3 separate regions of the Sus scrofa genome follow, and all the other regions are linked to region 2. A link is a contact called in public promoter capture Hi-C data. All regions are on one chromosome and are shown on one strand. Each heading gives the region's core, a stretch centred on a gene start, on an enhancer-like site or on the middle of the called end of the contact. The rest is flanking DNA. Distances are from core to core; before and after follow the strand shown. Region 1 holds the start of ZNF865 (zinc finger protein 865). Region 2 holds the start of UBE2S (ubiquitin-conjugating enzyme E2 S). Region 3 holds the start of TMEM86B (transmembrane protein 86B).

Region 1 (4,270 bases), core at 96-2,595, 160 kb after region 2:
AGGGGCTTGAAGAGGTGTAAGCCTTGCCCTTCAGAAATTGAGACCATTTAGAGGGAAGGGGTTGGGTTTCTCTGAGGGGAGAAGCTTCAAGGGGAAACTGCAGGAGAGCAAGGTGTTGGGAGAGGCGGGACCTCACTGTAAGGATACTGGGCAGTGGGTATGACTGCTATGCACGCCAAGGGGAGAGAAGCGAGGACCTAAGAGATGGAAGGTCCCTGACAGAGGAGGAGCTTGGAAGGAAGGGCTGAATTTGAGTTCCCGCTGTGGTCCGATGGGTTAAGGAGCCAGTTTTGCCATGGCTATGGCAGTCGGTACACAGCTGTGGCTCGGATTCAATCTCGTCCCCAGAACTTCCATGTGCCACAGGGTGCGGGCCAAAAAAAAAAAAAAAAAGGGCTGAATAGAATCAGGCTTAGCTGCTTGAGGTGAGGCTGAGTTAGGAGCGAGGCTTGCAGATGGTATATGAAGGGGGCCGTGCAAAGTGTGGTAAAGATATCTTTGGAAACTTCAGTCCATCAGAATCACCTGAAGGGTATTTTATTTTATTTTTATGTCTTTTTAGGGCCGCACTTGCGGTATATGGAGGTTTCCAGGCTAGGGGTTGAATCGGAGCTGTAGCCACAGCCACCTCCACGCCAGATCTGAGCTGCAACTGCAACCTACACCACAGCTCAGGGCAACTCCAGATCCTTAACCCACTGAGCGAGGCCTGGGATGGAACTTGAGTCCTCATGGATACTAATAAGATTTCGTTTCCACTGAGCCACCAAGGGGAACTCCACCTGAAGGGTATTTTAAAACAGGTCCCTAGGCCCTACGCCCCAGGGTCTCTGATTGTGTAAGTCTGGGGCAGGAGCCTGAGCATTTACATTAATTTCTAACATTTCCTGGTGATGCCGACCATACTTTAAGACCCACTGACCTCAGGCACCGCTTTGGAAGCGCCAGGCAGAATTATCCTAGCATGAACATTGAGAGCGGGAGCATAAATGCTACAGCGGAGGGGGCGGGGCTTAAGAAGAGGGGCGTGGCTAAGCCCTGAGAGGCGGGGCTTAGGAGGGAGAGGCGGAATTCTAGAGCGTAACGGATTGGAGGAGGGGAAGGGGAAAACTTAAAGGGGCTGAGTCGAGGAGCACAGAATCTGAGGCGATGGGCGAGGCTTATGATAACTAAGCTCTGAAGTAGGCGTGATTCGCAGGACGGGGCGGGGCTTAACCGGATGTCCGGAGCATGTGGGCGGTGCCCTAAGAAGAGGCGGGCGCACATGGCGCAGGCGCACTGTGCTCAGCTCGCCCACCGGAAGCGGCTGAGGCTTTCCCCGCCCGCGTTCCGAGCCAGCGCGCAGGCGCACTTCCCCTTCACGGTCGCCGCCGCCGCCGCCTCCTCTTTCCGCACCTCCACGCCGGCGCCTCGGAGACGGGCGCGATTTCCGCTTCCGGGCGGGCGGGCAGGCGGGCGGCTCGGGGCTGCCGGGGAGGGGGAGGGGGCGGCACTTCCGGTCGGGCCCTCGGGTCTCCCCGGAGCGGCGGCGCCTCCTCCGCCTCCTCGGCCTCCTCCCGGCGGAGACCCCGGCGCCGGTGAGTGACGGGGCGCGTGGCCCGGGGCCTGGGGGCAACGTGGGCGGGGGGCCCGGTCTTGGCCCGCCCTGGTCCCCAGAACGTCCCCATCAGTGCTTCTCCCGCCGAGCCCTCGCTGGCCCCCCCCATCACCGCTCCCCCATAAGACTGCTCCAGATAGCTTCCCATTAATGCCCCCATGTAGGACTGCTGCCAGGGCGCCCCGCTATGCTTTTTCATGGGTCCCTTCTACATAGCCCCCTGTCATTGCTTCCTCCAGGACAGCCCCCCACATGCCACCAGCATTGCCAGTCCCCACGCAGGGCAGCTACCCACGAACCCCCCTTTAATATCCCGTATCGGTTGCCTCGAAAGAGTGTTGCATCCGTGCTTCACAGCAGATCTGTCCCCCAGTATCTCTGTGCACACACAGCAGCCCCCAAAGATCCAACACCCCCTTCATTGGTATTAAAATTCTTTGCATTTTGGTCAGCGGCCAAGAATGCCTTTTTGCCTTCTCCATCCTTCCCGCCCCCCAATAATTCCTCTTAAGAATATACTCCTTTCAGTTCACTGACACCCCCCCAACAGGTCCCTCTAGAGTCATGCTCTCACCCCTACATCCTCTCCCCCTTCAGGTAGAAATAGCTTCCAGTTTAGCCCCGGCTTCCATGAAACACTTCTGTCTGGCTCCTACCCCACCCTCTGGGTCAGCTCCTGTCTGCTGTCCTCCCACAGAGCAGAACTGGATGTGAGGCTTTCCCTCCCAGGATGCTCCTCTCCCCCTGGCACTAACAGCTCTCTCCTGACCTGCCACTTCTCGCTCCCTCCTCCTGGACCCCCTGAGGAAGCCTCCCAGCCTCACTAGGCCATGACCTCTTTTTCCCCAGACATTCATTCATTTGCTCTTGGCTGACCGAATATTCACAGTCCTAGGTCCAGGGCATAGAGCAGAGAAGGAGAGAGACACGCAGTCTTTGTTCTGTGGGTCTTTGCAGTCTAGTTGAGGAAACAGATGAAAAGCAAGTGAACAAACAAGATCGGTGCTGTTTTCTGGGTTTTCTGAGAGCCTTATGAGATACTTCTGTGGTGAAACCTGAATTAGCAGAGGTCACTTAGCCGTGGAAAGAGCTGGGTGAACTGTTCCAGGCAGAGGAAGAGCAGGTGCAAAGGCCCTGAGGTGACCATCCTCGCGGTGAGTGGCGAGACAGCAGGGGAGGCCAGTGAGGTTGGAGCGAACGAATGGAAGGGAAGAATGAGGGAGATGAGGTGCGATCTTCTGGGCCTCAGAGGTGAGGGCATCGTGGTCAGTCAGCTGGCCTTTGTCAGCTCTACGTGCCCAGAATGTTCACTTGTGCATTCACGCCTTTGTTCAGCTGTTTAATGAGCACCTACTGGGATGCCGCAGAGAACAAGCAGACAAAACTGTCCTTGTGGAGTGTAGACGCTCGTTCATAGGGCAGAAAATAAAAGAAAAAGGCAGAATACATAGGCATGTGTGAAGGAAATACAGTGGGATAAGGGCGTAGAGTTAGAGGGGGTGGTAGGAAGGCCTCTTTCAAGAGATTCCTGTGGTCCTCTTGTCACCCCCGAGAGCCACTTGTCCACAGGTTACACCCATGGGTAAACTCGTCTCCTCTTGGACAGTGGTGGCCCACCAGGGGGCTAGCTTAATGGCTTCCTCCCCCAAGAGTGAAAGGGTTCAGAGGATGAGCCCTGGCGTCCACTAGTGTTCCTGTCTCTGAGCAGGCCACGCCCTCTTTTCCTAGCTTCATGTATTTACTTATTTCACACATATTTGTCAGGACAGGCCCTGTTCTTATCTAGGCCGTGGGCCTAGAGCAATGACCAAGACAGAAAAATCCTTGTGTCCTTGAAGCTGGCCTCTTCCTGGGGGAGGCCAGCAACAAGAAGACAGAACATAGGGTTTATGGGATATTGCTGACGGGAAAGGAGAGAAGTGAAGGAGGCGGGGGTGAACGGGAAGGTTGGTCTGGGGGACAGGGTACCGTGCTTACGGAGCGTCTCCCTGAGCAGACTGTATTGGAGCAAAGATGGGAAGGAGATGGGGGCGCGAGGGAGCTGCGTCCCTGGGAATGAGAGCTCTCCAGGCAGAAGCAGCAGCAGGTGCAAAGGCCCAGGGGCAAGCATGGCGTTGGCACATTGGTGTGGCAGCCAGGAGGCTGCTGCGGTGTGTGCAGGTCATCTTTGACTTCCTGAGGTGGTGTCACTGCAGCTTTTGAGCAGAGGAGTGCCAGTGACACGGCTTGGCCTTAGCCCCCTGTGTACTGGTTGAGGAGAACAGCAATGCTTATCTCATGAGTCTGTTGGGGAGTTTGACGGAGACAAGCCCCATTTAGCACCATGTGCCGAACTCGTTAGTATTCAGGTAATGCCAGTGGCTAGTGCTGGGCTTGGGTGGCAGGGAAGTGGGGGAGCAGAGGGTATTTCCAGTATGAGGAGGTGTGAGGGCTTTATTTTGGAGAGAGAACTACTGAAAGACAGCATGTTGTAAGGATCACAGCCCTTCTCTCTGCTCGCCTTCAGCTCCTGGCCCTGCTGCTTGTTAGGGGTCTGACTTTAGGAAATGTGTGGACCTTTCTGACCCTCGGCCTCTCCCTCTGTAAAGTGCAGTGGATGATCCTAACCAGCTGCTAGGGTTACTGGGAAGATGGATTGAATCAGCACGCATAGAGAATTGAGAAGGGGACCTT
Region 2 (4,595 bases), core at 1,256-3,755:
ACTAGGCTCAGGGCAGGCATTCTGGAGAGGGCGAGAGGACTGGGTTCCCAGGAGGCACCCCCCCACCTCAGAGGTAACCCCTTGGCTTGTGGTTCCCACCCATGGGATGCCTCTCCCCCCCCACCCCTGCCAAGTGGCAAGGCCATGCACACCCACAGCTATTTGGAAGCCTGCTAGGCCAATGCCAAGACAGCTGTCAACTCCACAGTCTCCCCGCCAGACAAACATCCTCATGCCTCAGCCCCCACATCCAACCCATCAGCAGCCTGGGCAGCTGACCTCAGGTCCTCTCCTGAATCTGACCCTACCTCCAAGTCTGGTCACTCCTCTCACCTGTGGACACTAGCAATGGTCAAGAGCTTCCCGACCGCCTCTGCCTTCTGGCCCCCAGCCCCGTCCTCACTGGTCAAAGGAACTCTGAGGCACCCATTACCCCTGTTTTACACCCACCAGCCCCTTCCTTTCCAAACTCCTTAGAAAAAAGCCTACAAACACTGAAATATGTCCCCTAGAAGCTTCTCTAGTCTCCCTCCTTCCTGTTCCCGTAAGGTACACACGGAGTCGGCCAAAAACCTCTGGGGACCCATCAACACACTCTAACCGACACCCCTGGAGAAGTCCGCCCTGATCCTTCCCTACAAGCCGAACTCCCATCTAGGTCCTTCATCACTTGCTCGGCGCTGAGATTAAGAGAAATTCCACTAATAAGTGAAATGTAGCACACACGCAGTAACACGCTGAACCACTGTGTGTGGTCCAACGATCACAGGTACTCATTTGCTTGTTACTGCCCTCTGCCCGCCAGACTGCACCTGGCTTGTTCTCTGCTTGGTCTTCAAAGCCCCTGACACTGACAGCAGGAAGGAATTTGCAATCGTCTAGCCCGCCCCCCCAGGCCTCTCAGACACCATTCCCACGTCCTGGCACCCTCTTCCCAATTCCACTCAATTCCTTCCCATACTTCTGGGTGTGAGGACACCCAAACCAGATAGGACCCCCAGGATTTTCTCTCAATTCTCTCAGAGAAAGTATACACAACTGCGATTTCCCGCCCTGCAGCCCATGAGCACCATGCGTACCAGGTGTGCCCGTCACAGGTCTGGCAGCCCACCTTATACTGAGAGCTTCCTATTCCCGCTCCAAGGATGCCAAGGATTTAGGAAGCGCACCTCCCTCACCCACACTCACCAGGGCCCTCGATGGTGACCTGCAGGTCAGTGAGGTCCTCCTCGTTGGGGAAGACCTTGATGCCATCAGGTGGGTCAGCTGTCAGTGTCGTCACCTCTTTGTACACCAGGCGGATAATGTGCGGGGGTAGGTTCTCCACATTGGAGTTCTAGATGTGGAAAAAAGGGGGCGAGCCATGGGCCTTTGGTCCTGGGGCCTCCTGCAGGACCTAGGATGCGGTGGCCGCCCTACTTTTCTTGCCCCTGCAGTCCTAGTCTGGCCAATCACCCCGAGCTCCCAGACACTCCCAATCCAGGGTGCTTCAGGCGATGGCTTCAGGTGAATCTCCCATTAGGAATGGAGCGGATCTCCAAGGTCTGGCGGATGACTCCACCTTCCCCATAAGTCCCTAAAGCCCATTCGTAGCCCCACATACGGACCCCCAGTGGTCCCGGGTAGGCCCGAGCCCTACCCCGGTGTCCTTCCACACCTCAACTTGGGAAGACCATCCTGGAAACCCCAGCTCCGGCCTGGAGATGGCGGCGGAGTGTCGTTACTCCCGGAACACCCACGGGCAGGCCCGAAAGCCCGGAGCCCTTCCCGGAGCTCAGCTGGGCCTTCCCCTCCCGCTCCGCCTACAGGAGGGCCCCTGGGCCCAGCCCTAACCCAGGACCCCCAACTGGGCCATCCAATCCCCCAGCCGCCAGAGAGATGCTCCTGAGACCCCATCTCCTCCTCCAGGAGGGCCCTGACCGCCCCCCCCCCCCAACAGGCCCGGACGCGACGCTCACCATGACTGCGGCCGGCCGGGGGCGGGTCCCCCCGGCCCCCTTCCTGCGCTCTCCGGCCGCTGGCTGGGGCGGGGGGCCCAATTGCCGCCGCTGCGGCCCTGGGGAGGCCCCAGCGGCCCGGCTCCGCGCCCCACTGCCTCCGACGACCGCCACACACCGCCTGAGCAGGTAAACCCGCCCCGGGCGCCCGACCGCACTAAGCCGGCCGCGCGCACACCGCCGCCCTTTTATATCCGCCCACAGGCCTCGCCCCCTCGGGGCCCCTCGCGCCGCGCCTCGACTCGTGACGTCAGTGCGCACACTCCTTGGCGTTCGACGAGCTCGCTCCCTTTCGACAAACTGCGGGCAAGAGCAGGAGAAACTGGGGAGGGGGCGCGGGGCAGGCTGGCCAATACGTGCGCACGGGGGTCAGGGAGGAAATCCAGGAGAAAGGAGAGGTAGAAAAGGGGAAGTAGAGAAGAGAACGGGAAGGGTGACGCGACCGCTGATTGGTCCGTTTGAATGAAACGCCGGCGTACGCGCTCGCGCCCTGACGCCCAGGAAATCGCGCACGCGACTAACGGTCGACCCGGGAGCCCGAGCCGAGCAAAGAGAGGCGGGACTTGAGGGGTTTTAAAAGGATGATGGAAGGCGGTCCGGCCAATGGGGACGCGCAATCGTGGCGTGGCGTCATGAGACACGCGGAGGCCAATCCCTACTGGAGAAGGCGTACTGGGGCCTTCTCCAGTAGGGAACGGGAGAATTGGAGAGCAACCAATGGGAGTCCTCCCTACCGCGGACCCAGGCGCTCGCAGCCAATTAACTTCGTTCGTTTCTGTGTATGCAGATGAGTGTGCCCGGACGCCTGCGCCCCTTCCTCAGCCTGTGGCGGGGGTGGGCACCGCGAATTGATAGACGTATTTCTGCGAGGCGCCATTTTGTGCTGGCAATGACCTATGACCCGTGTCCTGTGTTGGCAGAGGTTCCACGACCGGCCCCACCCCCACCCCCATGTGTGACCTCTGGCCCCGGCCAGGCCTCGGTTGCGACGCCGGGCGTCAGTTTACTCCTGTGAGAAGAGGAAGAGTCCCCTGGCCTTGTTCAGGGCGCGGTCCTTCTTGTGACTGACCAGGGCCCCCGGCCGGCCGCGCCCCGGCCGGGGCTCCCTCCGCCTGTCGGGGGAAGCGGCCCGGGGTGCCCCGGGGGGACCCTGTCCGGAGAGCCGGAGGCCGAGGAGCTGCGCGGCCTGCCTGGCCCCGGTGCGGTGCGGCCGCGGCGCCCGCCTCAGGGCCGCTCAGCCCCGGAGCGGAGCGTCCAGCTGGGCCACGGTGTCCCGTCGGGGGCCCAGCTTCAGGAAGAGGGAGCAGGACGGTGCCGAGACTCCCACAGCCTCGCGGTCTTCGTGCGCCGGAGGGGCGCGCGGGCGCCCCGCACCCGACCTGCAGGTTCCGCCCGCTGAATGCGGACCTTCCCGCCCCGTTAACACACGAGGACCCCGAAGGAAGAGGGGGGTCGAGTGACTTGCCCAGGGTCCCCCGTGGGGACAAGCAGAGGCGGCGGTGCAGCTGAGCTGTCCCAGCCGACGGTGACTTATGGCGAACCGGGGAGCGGTGGTGGCGTCCTCCGCGCTGACCGGGCCCGCGCCGCCGGGGTCCCCCGAGCCCTTGCCACGGCCCTGTGGGGCGCGTGTCGTGGGATGCCCCCCGGACTCCCGCATGCATTCAGTCCGCTTTTTCTGAGCACCTACCATGGGGCAGGCAGGATGCTGTGGGGATGCAGCAGAGTGTAAAAGGGACAGCACCCCGCGCTCCTGGAGAACCAGACAGTGAGCCAGTGTACCCCGCCAGGAACACAGCCTTTGCCGAACAGTAAGTCGGGGCCAGGGGCGTAGGAAGGGAGGGGGCGGGGGTCTGAGGCAGGATGATGGCGGCTGCAGGAAGGTCTAGGTGAAGAGCATTCCAGGGAGTTCCCATGTGGCGCAGGAGAAATGAATCCGACGAATATCCATGAGGATGGGGGTTCCATCCCTGGCTTCGCTCAGTGGGTTAAAGGTCCGGCCTTGCGGTGAGCTGGGGTGTAGCTCGCAGATGTGGCTTGGATCTGGCCTTGCCATGGCTGTGGTGTAGGCCGGCAGCTGTAGCTCGGCATCACCTCTTGGCCTGGGAACTTCCATATGCTGCAGGTGGGGTCCTGATAAGCAAAAAAAAAAAAGAAGAGCATTCCAGAAAAGGGAACAGTCCATGCAAAGGCGAGGTGAGTGGATGGTGTGTTTAGGTCACCCCTAGGAGGCCGGGTCAGAGGTGCTGACGACAGAGGTAAGAGGGGCAGCCGTTGCCCCACTGGCCTAGGCCCAGGTGGGCCAGGTGTTGTTTGCAAGCCCTGGGGAGCCAGTGGAGGTTTTGACTGGGCGGTGGGCAGGGACAGAGAGAGGCCCCTGGAGGTGATGGCAGCTTCCAGCAGGTTGGTGGCAGTGGGGATGGGAGGCCTGATGGGAATCGGCGAAGTCAGGGCCTGAGGGAAAAGTTAGGAATTGCCCGTCGTCTTAAAATTGGGGTCTGCGCGGCTCAGTAAAGTTCTTGCCTTTGCTGGGCGTTCTTCTCTGTCCCACCCTGCTCTGTTCTGCTGCCGTCGCGTCGGAGCAGCGTAGGAGATGGAAGG
Region 3 (4,500 bases), core at 1,932-4,431, 140 kb before region 2:
CATAGGGTGTGGTCATGTTCCCCAAGTGGGTGTGGGGCTGAAGGAAGGAAGGCCTACATGACACCTGAGGTTGTGAAGAGCAGGGCGCCCCACCCAGAACACCTGCATCATCTGGCCTGAGGCCTTCCTCTATGGTGACTGGGGATCCTGGTCTGAAGGTGGAGCAGGGGCTAAAAAATAAGGATGGGCTCTGGGGATCCCAAAAGTACATCATGGATGTAGAAGTCTCCTCTCTGCTCTGAGTCCCCAAAAGCACATCAAAGATGTACACATCTCCCCTGTGCTATAAGAGTCCCTAAAAAACACCATCAAGGATGTACGAGTGCCCTCTCTGCCTAAGAGTCCGTTAAAACACATTGTGGATGTAGAGACTAAGCAGGACTTAAAGAGCAGCTGACTGCTTCCGGTCCTCATGTGCAGAATCTCAAGCCCAGAGGGGCAGTGGGCTGCCACGGTCACAGCCAGAACAAGGGCCACACCTGGGTTCTTCCCTAGTATTGTTCTCCTCTGTGTTGCTACCTAGCCCTTCCTCCAGGCGCTGTCTTGTTTCCTCGCCTCCTCAACCCTCTTCTGATGGTGCATGTGACTGCAACAGGCTAAAAAGGTGCCCCGGAGTCCTGACCCCAGTAGCTATGGATGGGACCTTGTTTAGGAATAGGTCTTTGGAGATGTTATTAAGGATCCAGGATATAGAGCGGGCCCTAGAACCAACAGCTGGTGTCCTCAGGAGGGGACAGACAGAGGGAGAATGCCACGGGAAGGTGGCTGGGGCCACCAGGAGCTGGAAGGGGCAGGAAGGCCTCCCCTAGAACCTTGGAGGGAGGGTAGCTCTAGCAATACCTTGACGGTGGACGTCTGGCTCCAGAACCATGGGAGACTACATTTCTGTAGTTTTAAGTCACTCTATTTGTGGCCGTGTGCAATAACCGCGGCCATAGGAAACTAACACACTGATCAGAATCCTCCTGGCCTCAGACCTGCAAACTCTTCTGTGCCATGGGTGTTAGTGAATCCCCACCGCCACCCAAGGGTGCTGGGGGTGGGGTGGGGGTCATCCCACGTCCCCTCAGCCCTGGGCTCCAGGACTGGTCCACAGGGAGTCTGCCGTGGGTCTAGTTAACAACACTGCGTGGTACACATACACGTGTTCCGAGCCTGGCCGTCACGGCAAGTGTTCGACGCACAGCCCCGTGGATGTACTTAATGTCACTCAACTGCACACTCCAAAGTGCTGAAAATGGTACATTTTGGGGGAAAAGGACCATTTGCTGTTCCTGGGATCACCTCCTCCTCCCACAACCCTCCCCAAATAACAGAGATGTTGACGTTCCGACGCCCACGTTACTGAGGCAACAGAAAAAGAGATCAGGGCCAGAGAGCAGGCGCAGGCCTGGCCGCAGCCCCCTGGGGCCACAGGGGGCCCACCGTGGGCCTGGAATCCAGACTCAAAACCAAGGGGAGGTGGTGGGAAGGCGGGGGATTCCCATTTCCGCAAACGGTTCTGTCTCCGCATGGACTGGCCCCGGCAGAGAGTCGTCTGGGGGCCTGACTTTCGCCCTCGACAGTGCTTCTCCGGCCTTGCTGCTCAGGGGGTCCCAGGGCCTTGCAGGAGGAGAGGGGGCAAACACCTGCCCGCCTCAGCGCCCTGTCAGTTGGGCTTGAGCTTGGGGCTCTGGGAGACCGACAGGGAGATGAGGACCTGGGCGGAATAATACGTGGTCATGACCACCAGGCGGGCGTGGGGCAGGGGCTGGGCAAAGGCGTTCCAGGCCAGCGTGGTATCCGAAAGCGTGAAGAGCAGCGCGCCCCAGCCGGTGCTCCCGCCCCTGGCCAGGCCACGCCACAGCATGGTGGCCAGGGCCAAGGAGTAAGCCGTCAGGGCCAGGACCAGGTCGGGCGGGAGGTGCCAAAGCAGGAGGCCGTAGTACGGGAGAGCGGCCAGGATGACCAGGAGCAGGAGGCCGGGCTGCAGGGGCGTCAGGCCAAAGGCCCAGAGGTAGAGCAGGTGGGCCGCGGCGAAGGCGGCCACGCCTGGAGGAGACAGGGGTGGGAGGGCCGGGTGAGCCTTCTGCTTCCCTGCCTCGCCTCGCCAAGCAGCCCTCGGGCCGAGCCCCCGGCCCCCACCCCGGCCCCGGCCATACTACCCGTCTCCTGCATTACAACGCAGGCCTCCTTGTGGTCCCTTCTTCCTGTGGTGGGTGTCAGCGTGGCCTTAAAAAGCCCCCTGACTCTCACCCTTACTCCGTTTGGCCCCTAGTGGGCTCTACGCACCAGGCACACTCCCGCCCCAGGGCCTCTGCTCGTGTGGGTCCCCTGCCTGGAAGGGCCTTTCCTGGAAGGGCACATGGCCGTTCCTGCACCCCTTCCAGACGTTACCTTCTCGGCGAGGCTGTCCTCGACTCGTGTCCTCAAGACTGCGACCCCTGACACTCTGCCCGTGCCCTCAACGGGAGGAGAGCTCCGTGGGGTGGAGGGCTGGCAAGTCTCCCTCACTGCCGCCTCCCAGCGCCCTTTCACGCCTACTGGCTCCTGCCCCTGGCAGGCCCTCTTCTGGGGGTTGCCCCCCACACCCACCCCTGTCCAGGCTCCGAAAGGGACAATGCAACAGGGCCCCTCTCACCATGGAGAAAGGCCTCGGGCCAGACGAGGCAGGCGTCCCCCACGGCTGAGCACAGGAGGGCCCCCTGCAGCCGCGCGCTGTAGCCCCCGCCGGCGTCCACGGCCCGCAGGAATACCACCAGGGAGAGGACGGGCAGGCACTTGACCAGGGCGCCGACCCAGGACGGCTGGTCGTCGGGGATCCAGAGGAGGAAGTAGACGGCGCAGGTGAAGAAGAAGGGGCTCAGCCACTTGCCCACGTGCAGCTGCTTCAGGGGACCAGGGGGCTGCTGAGCCCTAGAAACCAGCCCTGCCCCCAGCCCGAGACCAGGCTTCAGAACCACCTGGCCTCGCGCCCAGTGAGCTCCCCGCCCTTGGGGGTCAAGATTGTCACCCCACGCCCACCCAGGGACCCGAGCCACACTGCCCAGGGACCAGGATGTCCAGCCCCACAGAGCCCAGCCCCAGCCCTGCCACCCCCCTACCCCTACGCGGCGGCTCTCACTTGAGCTGAAAAGCGAGGTTTTCGGGGCAGGCCCTCTTTCCCGGGGTCCATGTCAGCCTGTGACCCCTGAGAACGGCCTGCAAGTGGGTACGGGTAGCTTGGGGGTGGAGGAGATGGTGTGTGGTTACTCGTTAACCCGAGGAGCGTCCTGTGGACTCTGGGACTGATAACAGGGCCCAGGGAGATGCTGCTCCTGCCCTGGGGACGGCCCTGCCTGGCACCTGCTGATACGGTGCCCACTGGCACCCAGGGGTCCCTCCTCCCCCACTCCCTCTGTCTCGCTTCCTCCCTGCCTAGAGGGCCCTGGCTGTACACGCCTCTCCCACTGCCCTGCGCCAGGCCAGTCAGAAGGGACCTGGGTGCAAAATCTGCAACATTCCGACGCCTGCCCTTTCATGAGCAACAGGGGAGGGGAGGGGAGGACACCCTGCCAGATCCAAGGGACAGTCTGAGCCTCCCTCCTCCACCAAACACTTGCTCGGTGACAGGAGCTGGGGCTGGCGGTGGTGCCAGCCGGCCGGCGCGCCAGTGAAGCTTCCCCTGCATGGCGGCCAGTACTTCACCTTCGCACTGGACCCACTGGGCACCCACCTGTCTGGCCTAGCTGGCTGCTCCAAGGGGAGAGGGCTCGGGGACGTGGCTCCTGCCACACGGCAGGGCAGGTCAGGGGTGGGCCAAAGGGGGATGGGGTGTGGAAGCCCACTCACCGCCTTCTGCAGCCTGTCTGGACAGGGGACGGCTCCCAGGACCAGGTGCCGCATGAGTATGGGAAATGCTCAGCTCCTCCTCCAGGAAACCCTTCCTCGGAGCAGAAGGTACCTGACTCCTCCTTGTAAGGGTCCCACCCCAGAGCCACGGCACGGGAATAGGTCAGAACCCGAGGTCTGAGCAGCAGGAGTCTTAAACTGTCTTCCTTTATTTGTTTATATTTGCAATATGAAACAGAAGCTCGGCACGAACACACGCACACGCACCCCAGCCTGGGGAGAGGGAGCTGGGACAAGGTCACTTGGCGGCTGGGCTGGACCCCAGACCCTCGGGAGTAGGAGGGGGAGCCCAGCCAGACCCCCGCCAGACCCCCGCCCCAGGGTCCGTGGAGATGGAGGGGGACTCGGTGAGTGCATCAGGGCCCTGGGGGTGTACCCCGGGAGGCCCCCAGAGAACAGGGCCCCCTGCTCCCACAGAGCTGGCTGGGCCAGACGGAAGGGATTCTAGCCCCAGCCTGGATCAAAGTGCAGGGCCCGGGGCGATGGGGGTGGGCAAAGGCACGACCCCCACTCGGGCCTCCCCCAAGGTGGACCTGAGCTGAAAGGCCGAGTGTGGGTGTGGGCGTCTGCACCGGAGGGTGGGGGTCCGGCAGGAAGAGGGGGCGTGGCAGCCTCAGGACCCCTCACCAC

The links. Promoter capture Hi-C pulls out the DNA fragments that hold promoters and counts their contacts.
Region 1: a promoter capture Hi-C map of fetal liver shows a contact between it and region 2, with 2.2 times the contacts expected there. The contact joins the promoter of ZNF865 here to the promoter of UBE2S in region 2. A contact is called at or near these places in 1 of 5 promoter capture datasets (fetal liver) and 1 of 2 datasets of contacts at active chromatin or transcription factors (alveolar macrophages).
Region 3: a contact with region 2 is called in a promoter capture Hi-C map of liver, with 2.5 times the contacts expected there. The contact joins the promoter of TMEM86B here to the promoter of UBE2S in region 2. A contact is called at or near these places in 1 of 5 promoter capture datasets (liver) and 1 of 47 Hi-C or Micro-C datasets (liver).

Annotation. Positions count from the first base shown.
Region 1 is chr6:59,724,659-59,728,928 of Sscrofa11.1, forward strand. It overlaps ZNF865 (zinc finger protein 865), which reads left to right and starts at 1,346. Exons shown (of 4, transcript XM_005674490.3): 1 at 1,346-1,577.
Region 2 is chr6:59,567,979-59,572,573 of Sscrofa11.1, forward strand. It overlaps UBE2S (ubiquitin-conjugating enzyme E2 S), which reads right to left and starts at 2,506. Exons shown (of 4, transcript XM_021095037.1): 1 at 1,959-2,506; 2 at 1,189-1,336. The coding sequence starts at 1,961.
Region 3 is chr6:59,422,905-59,427,404 of Sscrofa11.1, forward strand. It overlaps TMEM86B (transmembrane protein 86B), which reads right to left and starts at 3,182. Exons shown (of 3, transcript NM_001243276.1): 1 at 3,104-3,182; 2 at 2,621-2,867; 3 at 1,230-2,031. The coding sequence starts at 3,154. The coding sequence ends at 1,649.